Linked DNA regions of Sus scrofa: region 2 is linked to region 1. The links are chromatin contacts, called in public Hi-C maps. All regions are on one chromosome and are shown on one strand. Each heading gives the region's core, a stretch centred on a gene start, on an enhancer-like site or on the middle of the called end of the contact. The rest is flanking DNA. Distances are from core to core; before and after follow the strand shown.

Region 1 (3,627 bases), core at 630-3,129:
TGTTTCCAAGTAGCAGCCAGCCACACCTTTACCCTTTTGGGCTGGGTTCTGTGAGCACAGGCTGACGCACAGGCCGCAGCACTCCAGGCGTGTTCCGTGCTCTGGGTGGTGTTTAGGGTGGAGCCAAGGCTGAGGGCTGACCGAGGGTTTCTGAGGGTGGTTACTCAGCCCCTTTGGCTAGGAGACAAGCCAGCATTCCTGGGGGCAAAGAACAGGAACAACTCTAGTTACCTACAGCCTGAAAGGAATGTTCCGGAAGGATGATGGGTGGCTATAGCATCACAAACTAGGCTGGAGAACCGGGCTTATCAATTGGGCAGGAACCCGGAAGGCTGGGAGGTAGAACAAAGCCGAACAAGTGAGGATGGGCCGGCCGCTGACATCGCGGTCACCACTGCCCCTGGGTGCTGGTTTCTGGGCCCCCAACATCGGAGGAGAAACACCTGCATGGTCCCAGCTTCTCTGTGACCTTCAGTCAATGCCCAGTCCTAGGTAGCTGGATGTGCTCAGGCTGAGCAGCCAAGCTCTCTCTGCAGGGATCTGGGAGAGGGAGTTTGGCCCCACTGGGCTTCCATAGGGGAACCCTGCCTCCTGCCCGTCTAGGGATCTGCCCTCCCAACCCTGGGTCTGGATGCTAAGCAACCAAAAACAACAAACGCCATACATCTCTTTTCTTTCCCCAGTTGTGCGTTTGCCAAGAGGCAGTTTCCAACCTGCCTCACATAGGCCGTCTGATACCCGGAGTGCTGCTGGTTTCCACCCCTCGGAGAGCTTGCCAAATATGGTTAAGTCATGTAAACAGACTAAGTGCTTCTAGATTGTTCTTACCCGGGGCTTCTTACTGTGGCTAGCGTAGTGGCTAACATTTGTTGAACCACGTCCCAGGCACTGAGCTAAGTGCTTTATGTTAATGATTTCATGGGATCTCAGTTACTGCCATCCTTCCGAGGGGGAAGGTTTAGTAGATTTCCTACATCCGCATGGGTTTAAACAGGAGGAATCAAGGCGTGAATGCAGGCAGCTTGTCTCTGGAGCTTGGCTAAGAAAGGGCCCTGCTTTCCATAATCCAGCAGAGACAGGCATTAACCCAGAGAACACAGGATTACAATGAGCCCCGGAAAGGGGGAGACAGGGCAGGGGGGGAGGAGAAAGAGCCTCCCAGCCCATCATCCAGGGGTGGGTGGGGTCCCCAAAAGGTCTCTATGAAGGGCTTTTCAGCTGTGACCCAGTGACAAGGGTTCCCAGGCAAAGCCAGTGAAAAGTGGTGACAGCAAGTGGCAACGGCTTGAGGCAGGGGAGAAATGCATGTGTTTGAGGAATGAAAAAGGGGCTAGTACAGCGGCAGGGAGAGGGCGGGCGGGGGGGCCCTCCGGGCAGCACGCCAAGGCCTCAGGCGGGGTCTCATTGCTGTCTTCGGCTCAGAACTCCTTCCTGCTCTCATGGGCTCACCCCCACCTCCGTCCTTATGCAAATCCTCCAGCTCTAAGCACCCCCCACACCCTCCCGCTCAGAATCCCACCTCATCTCCCCTGCTCTGCGGTGGCCGCCCCTGGTCTCTTTACCGCCACGTCCCCCAGCCCTCATCTCCCTGCTTCTGCCACATGCCTGTATCTTTTCTCACCAGCAGTACAACGATCACACCCGCCTCCGCTCATTTCACATAGAGGAAAGGCCCCCCCTGTCTCACTGGGGTCTGCAAAGTCCTCGGTGCTCCTGTGGCCTCCCTGGGGACTGTCCCTCCCTCCCTGGGCTGCCCTGCCCTCTCTCGAGCACACCGGGCAAGGTCCTGCCTTCGGGCCTTGGCATTAGCTGTGCCCTCAGTCCAGCCCAGAATGTTCTCTACACACATATCTGTGGGGCTCTCATCATCCGGCCGGCTTGCCCGGGCATGTTCTCGTGATAAAGCAAAGGGCAAGAGCAGAAACACGCAGCCCTCCACACACCCCGTCTAACAGCCGACTGGATCAAAGTCCCGGGACTGGAGTTCCTGTCATGGCGCAGTGGAAACAAATCCGACAAGGAACCATGAGGTTGCAGGCTCGATCCCTGGCCTCGCTCAGTGGGTTAAGGATCAGGAGTTGCCATGAGCTGTGGTGTAGGTCGCAGACATGGCTCGGATCCCGTGTTGCTGTGGCTGTAGGCCAGCAGCTACAGCTCCGATTTGACCCCTAGCCTGGGAACCTCCATATGCTGCGGGGGCGGCCCTAGAAATAAATAAATAAATAAATAAATAAATAAATAAAAGCAAAGTCCCAGGACTGAGTCTAGAGGGTCACACTCGAGGAGGCAGGGAGGGCTAAGGACCAGGGCCCTCCTGTGCTTGAGCGAGACCCCTTGATCTGAGCTCCGAATCCCCCACCTCCGGCCCTGCATAGGAACCCACCTCCTCCCATCACCATTTTGTTCTATTCAACAAATATGTATATATTTTTTGTCTTTTTAGGGCCACTCCCGTGGCATATGGAGGTTCCCAAGCTAGGGGTTGAATCGGAGCTCTAGCCACCGGCCTACACCACAGCAACGCCAGATCTGAGCCTCGTCGGCAACCTACACCACAGCTCACGGCAACGCCAGATCTTTAACCCACTGAGTGAGGCCAGGGATCGAACCTGCAACCTCATGGTTCCTAGTTGGATTCGTTTCTGCTGAGCCACGACGGGACCTCCTATTCAACAAATATTTATTGAACATTTGCAATTCAGTAAACCCTGTTCTAACACCGGGGACACAGCGACATGTAAAGTGACAAAGTCCTTGTCCTTTGGGGGCTTACAATGCGGAGGCCAGGACATAGAATAAACACAGAGTAAGGTGCGCTTTGAGGACTGGGAGGCCCCATCTGAGGCTGAGCAGCCAGGGAAGTCCTTGCTATTGAACTGAGATGAGCCCTAATGGGGGAAAGAGTGAGCCAGTGAGTATGGGAGGAAGAAGTTTCCAGGGCAGCAGGTGCAGAGGCTCTACGGCAGGAGGTGCTGGGTCGCCCGGGCCCTGGAACCGAGGAAGGAGGTGAACTCGTGGCGTGGCGATGACCGATGACCCAGGCCACCGTGGCCCTCTGTGGGTCTGATGAGCAGCTTGGACTCTGCTCCAGGTGTGAAGGGAGCCATCAGAGGGCTGAATTACATTTTCAGAAGGGAGCCCCTGAGGGGATGGGGAGGCTGTTCCTCTTGTCAGGGAGAGAGTTGGTAGTAGCGAGGGGGCCAGAGTTAGCATGCACCTTGGAGCTGGTTGCAACAGAGGTGGCAGGTGCACTGGAAGAAGGAGAGGCAGCAGTCAAGGAGATGCTTTGGTCTGAACCAGTGGGTAAATGGAGCTGCTTTGGCCTTAGATGAGGACTTCCAGGTAGGGGGTCAGTTTTATTTTATTTTACTTATTTATTTTTTTAGGGCCACACCCATGGCCTATGGAAGGTCCCAGGCTAGGGTTGAATCAGAGCTGCAGCTGCCAGCCTACACCACAGCCACAACGCCAGATCTGAGCCACGTCTGCGATCCACACCATAGCTCACGGCAACGCTGGATCCTAAATCCTCTGAGTGGGGCCAGGTATTGAACCCACATCCTCATGGACACTAGTCGGATTCTTAACCTGCTGCACCACAATGGGAACTCCCAAGTAGGGGCTCGG
Region 2 (3,768 bases), core at 1,138-3,637, about 16 Mb after region 1:
GCAGACGCGGCTTGGATCCTGCATTGCTGTGGCTCTGGCGTAGGCTGGTGGCTACAGCTCTGATTCGACCCCTAGCCTGGGAACCTCCATATGTCGCGGGAAGGGCAAAAAGACCAAAAAAAAAAAAAAGTGTTTTGCAGAGCCCCCATCCCACTCTGAAAGCGAAAAAGGACTTTGTGGTCAAATCGACAGCAAAACTCTCCCCAGTCCCTCAGAAATGTCACAGAGCACATTGGCCGGAGAGAAGCCTATCAGTTTTGTTTTAACCCAGGGTTTCTTAAGACCATCCAGCTTTGGACAGGACCCCTTCTCTGTCATTTCCCCTTCTCTTGAACTATAAAAGGACTTGGTGTTGTAAGGAACACACTTGGGAAAACAATGGCACCAGACTCCCAACACACACACACACACAATAACAAGATGTCATTAGCTTCATTTTAAAGATCTGAATAGCAAACACCTATGAAGCACTTATTACACACGAGGCTCTCTTCCAAGTGCTTCACATGATGTTAACTCATTTAATTTTTACAACAACCCTATTGGGCAGGTATTATCCCTATTTATTTATTTATTTTTTTTTGGTATTTTTAGGGACTCACCTGCACCACATGGAAGATCCCAGGCTAGGGGTCAAATCAGAGCTGCAGCTGCTGGCCTACACCACAGCCACGGCAACACAGGATCTGAGCCGCGTTTGTGACCTATACTACAGCTCATGGCAATGCCGGATCCCTAATCCACTGATCGAGGCCAGGGATCGAACCCGCAACCTCATGGTTCCTAGTCAGATTCGTTTCTGCTGCTCATTTTACGGATGAGGAAACTGAGGCACAAAGGGATTACTCATGGATATAAAGCCAAGAGGTGGAGAGCCAGGATTCAGAACCAGGCAGCTGACCCGAGAGACTGTGCAGCTAAAAGAGGGAGGCTCTGAAGTGTAAGATAACTTCCTGAAAGCAACCACAGTGGAACGGAGACCACGCATTCATTCATTCATTCACTAGTTCATTTATTCAAACATTTGCTGAGCAGAAACCACAGGCCAGCCACCTGGAAATACAAGGAGACGCAGAGTCCAGGGCTCTCTGATGCAGCGCTGGACACCTAGGGCTCCAGGTGAAGGGGAGGCCCTTCCAGGCATCAGCATGTGTGCACACGCGTGTGTGCTGGGTGTGTGAGTCACCAGAGAGGCCCCACACTGGAGAAGCTGCAGTCCAAACGCTGCCTCAGCTGCCCTGAGGCTGGGACCTCTGGCGACAGTGTCTGTTTGCAGTGGCTCAGGGAGGGCTATGGGGGTCTTACTGGCTCTTTTCACTCCAAGCCTAGGCTCCTTCCTCGGCCCCACAGCTTGGCACCCAGGATGCCCTCTCTGCTGGGTCACCCCCAACCCTCCCAGAGCTGTTTTATTTCATTTTATTTTGCTTTTTAGGGCAAAATAGAACCCACATCTTTGAGTTCCCGTTGCGGCACAGTGGTTAACGAATCTGACTAGGAACTATGAGGTTGCAGGTTCGATCCCTGGCCTCGCTCAGTGGGTTAAGGATCCAGCGTTGCCGTGAGCTGTGGTGTAGGTCGCAATGTGGCTTGGATCCTGAGTTGCTGTGGCTCTGGTATAAGCAGGCGGCTACAGCTTTGATTAGACCCCTAGCCTGGGAACCTCCATATGCCAAGAGTGTGGCCATAAAAAGCCAAAAAAAAGCCACAAAAACAAAAACAGAACCCACATCTTCATGGATACTAGTCAGATTTGTTTCCACTGTGCCACAAAGGGAGCTCCTCCAGAGCTGTTCTGGAGGCCCACTGCCTGGCCTCAGCTGCACTTGGCAGAGTGGGCCCTGGACGCCCCCTGAGCCCCCCGATCACGGTCGCAGCCCCCCCTCACGTGCTGTTAGCCCTCCCTGCACCCCTGTTCCCAGCGGGCAACTAGGACCTGCATGACCATGGACCCAGGGCGACCGGTCCTTCATCTCAGGAATTCAGCCGCTCCTGGGAGGAAAATAACTCGTAGACAAGGCTGGGACTGGATGAAGACAATCTGACATCTTTTCTCGGGTTAGAAGGACACATCCCGAAGGCTTGCGATCCACTTTGAAAGCCCAGTCCCCTGCAATTGTCTGCTAAATTATCTTAGTAATCCTGGAATGCAAAAACACCCGAACCACAACAAACAAGCCGCCCCCTAAATGACAGAAGGGGTGTTGTGGGCTCTGCTCTATGACAGGGCAGTGAGCGGGGCTGGGGAGACAGCGGGCCCCTAGGGGGGTAGTGGTGTCCGGAGGGCCCGGGGCCAAGGCTCATTGGACCCGCCCAGGATGGGCCAGGCCGCCCCTGAATAAACAGGCGGGCTGGGCTCCCTCTCGGGCACCCCCACCTCCACTGCGGCTTCCCTTCCAGGGCTGGGCTGGGCAAAGGCAAACCGAAAGCCCTGGCCCCGGGACACTGAGCCGGTGTTCCTCCCACTTAGGGGGAAACCACAAGCCGGCGGGGCTCCGCGGCCTCAGCCCGGAGGACTGAAGGGGCGCCTGTGTCAAGTGGTCCCTGGAGAGGCCCAGCCCAGGGGAGGCTGGCGCACGGAGGGAGGGGCGCCGCCCAGTGCCCTGGCAAAGAAACCTTTCTTCCAGGCTGGGCCGCCTGCCGTCTCCCTAGACCACAGGGCCACATTCACAGCCGGCCAGCCGGGAGGTGCTCTAGTGCCCGGCCGGCCAGGTTCAAGTACAAGCTCTGCTTCCCGTAGCTGACATTCAAGTTGCTTCCTGCCCGTCTTCGAGCACAACATTTTCATGAACCGATCAGCACACAACTGTTTTATGTGTGTGTTGAAAGATATGTCATTTAATACACATTGTTGATTCTTTAACATTTGTTTTTGGCTGTGCTCACGGTATACAAATGTTCCCAGGCCAGGGATCAAACCTGAGCCTCAGCAGAGACCTAACCCTAACCCTAACCCTAACCCTTCCCAGACTGAACGCACTCGGAGGAACATGTGACCCCAGACCTCAACCCAGCGCCCGGCCTATTGTGAGCACCACTGGGTGAGCTAACGAGAGAACATATCTGCTGGCACCGCGTGGGGTGCCACGAGCATAACTCCGCGTACCCCTGACACTCAGGACAATCCTGAGAGGTAATAAGACGAAACGTGAGCACTTCCCAGGGCCTTCCTCTGTTCTGTTCTAGCAGCTCTCCTCATATCAGCCCACTGGATCCTTCATAGTCCTACCAGGTGGACGTGCACGCAATGCAATTTAGACTTCTAGGGCCCTCCCGTGTTCAGGAGGGGCCCTGCCAGTGGGCTTGCATGGTCACGGGCTTTGTAAAATTGGCAAAAGGACCACACACTGTAAGAGCTTCAGGCCCCACAACATCTGGATGCACCCGAGCATACGTGCTACTCTTCCCATTTCACAGATGACAAAACCGAGGCTCAAAATGATTACATAACCTGCCCAAGGATGTTCAGAGCCAGGATTTGGATGCAGGCCCTTCTACTCTGCTGCAGGCCCCCTGAGTCGAGGGAAAGGAGCTCTGGACCTTGTGACACCTGTCTGCCCGGGAGCAGCTTGAAACTGTGGGTTCTGAGCAGAGGGAGGGCAGGAGGGAGGGCAGGAGGGAAGGAGAAGCTCTGATCAGAAGGGTTCCGAGGCCGGAGCCCGGAGCCCCAGCCCTTGGCAGCAGAATCCTGGTTAATGAGACCGTCTCCTTCTCCACCCACCCCCTTGTGACCCAAATCTACTGTTTGCCTTTTCAACTCCTGAAAGCACT

The links. Hi-C and Micro-C count contacts between places; a contact is called where the count stands out from the background.
Region 2: a Hi-C map of omental adipose tissue shows a contact between it and region 1, with 13 times the contacts expected there. The contact joins two enhancer-like sites. A contact is called at or near these places in 6 of 47 Hi-C or Micro-C datasets (embryonic fibroblasts, fetal skeletal muscle, mesenteric adipose tissue and 3 more).

Annotation. Positions count from the first base shown.
Region 1 is chr12:27,052,697-27,056,323 of Sscrofa11.1, forward strand. No RefSeq gene overlaps it. Among named protein-coding and RNA genes, the nearest start is that of WFIKKN2, 39 kb to the right of the region's middle. Within about 2 kb of position 1,880, at least 53 of the 83 cell types and tissues checked have an H3K27ac peak or open chromatin away from gene starts, as enhancers often do. A contact at or near this core is called in omental adipose tissue and retroperitoneal adipose tissue, where this site is marked.
Region 2 is chr12:43,412,819-43,416,586 of Sscrofa11.1, forward strand. All of the region lies in intron 3 of RAB11FIP4 (rab11 family-interacting protein 4), which reads right to left. Among named protein-coding and RNA genes, the nearest start is that of RAB11FIP4, 60 kb to the right of the region's middle. Within about 2 kb of position 2,388, at least 21 of the 83 cell types and tissues checked have an H3K27ac peak or open chromatin away from gene starts, as enhancers often do. A contact at or near this core is called in omental adipose tissue and retroperitoneal adipose tissue, where this site is marked.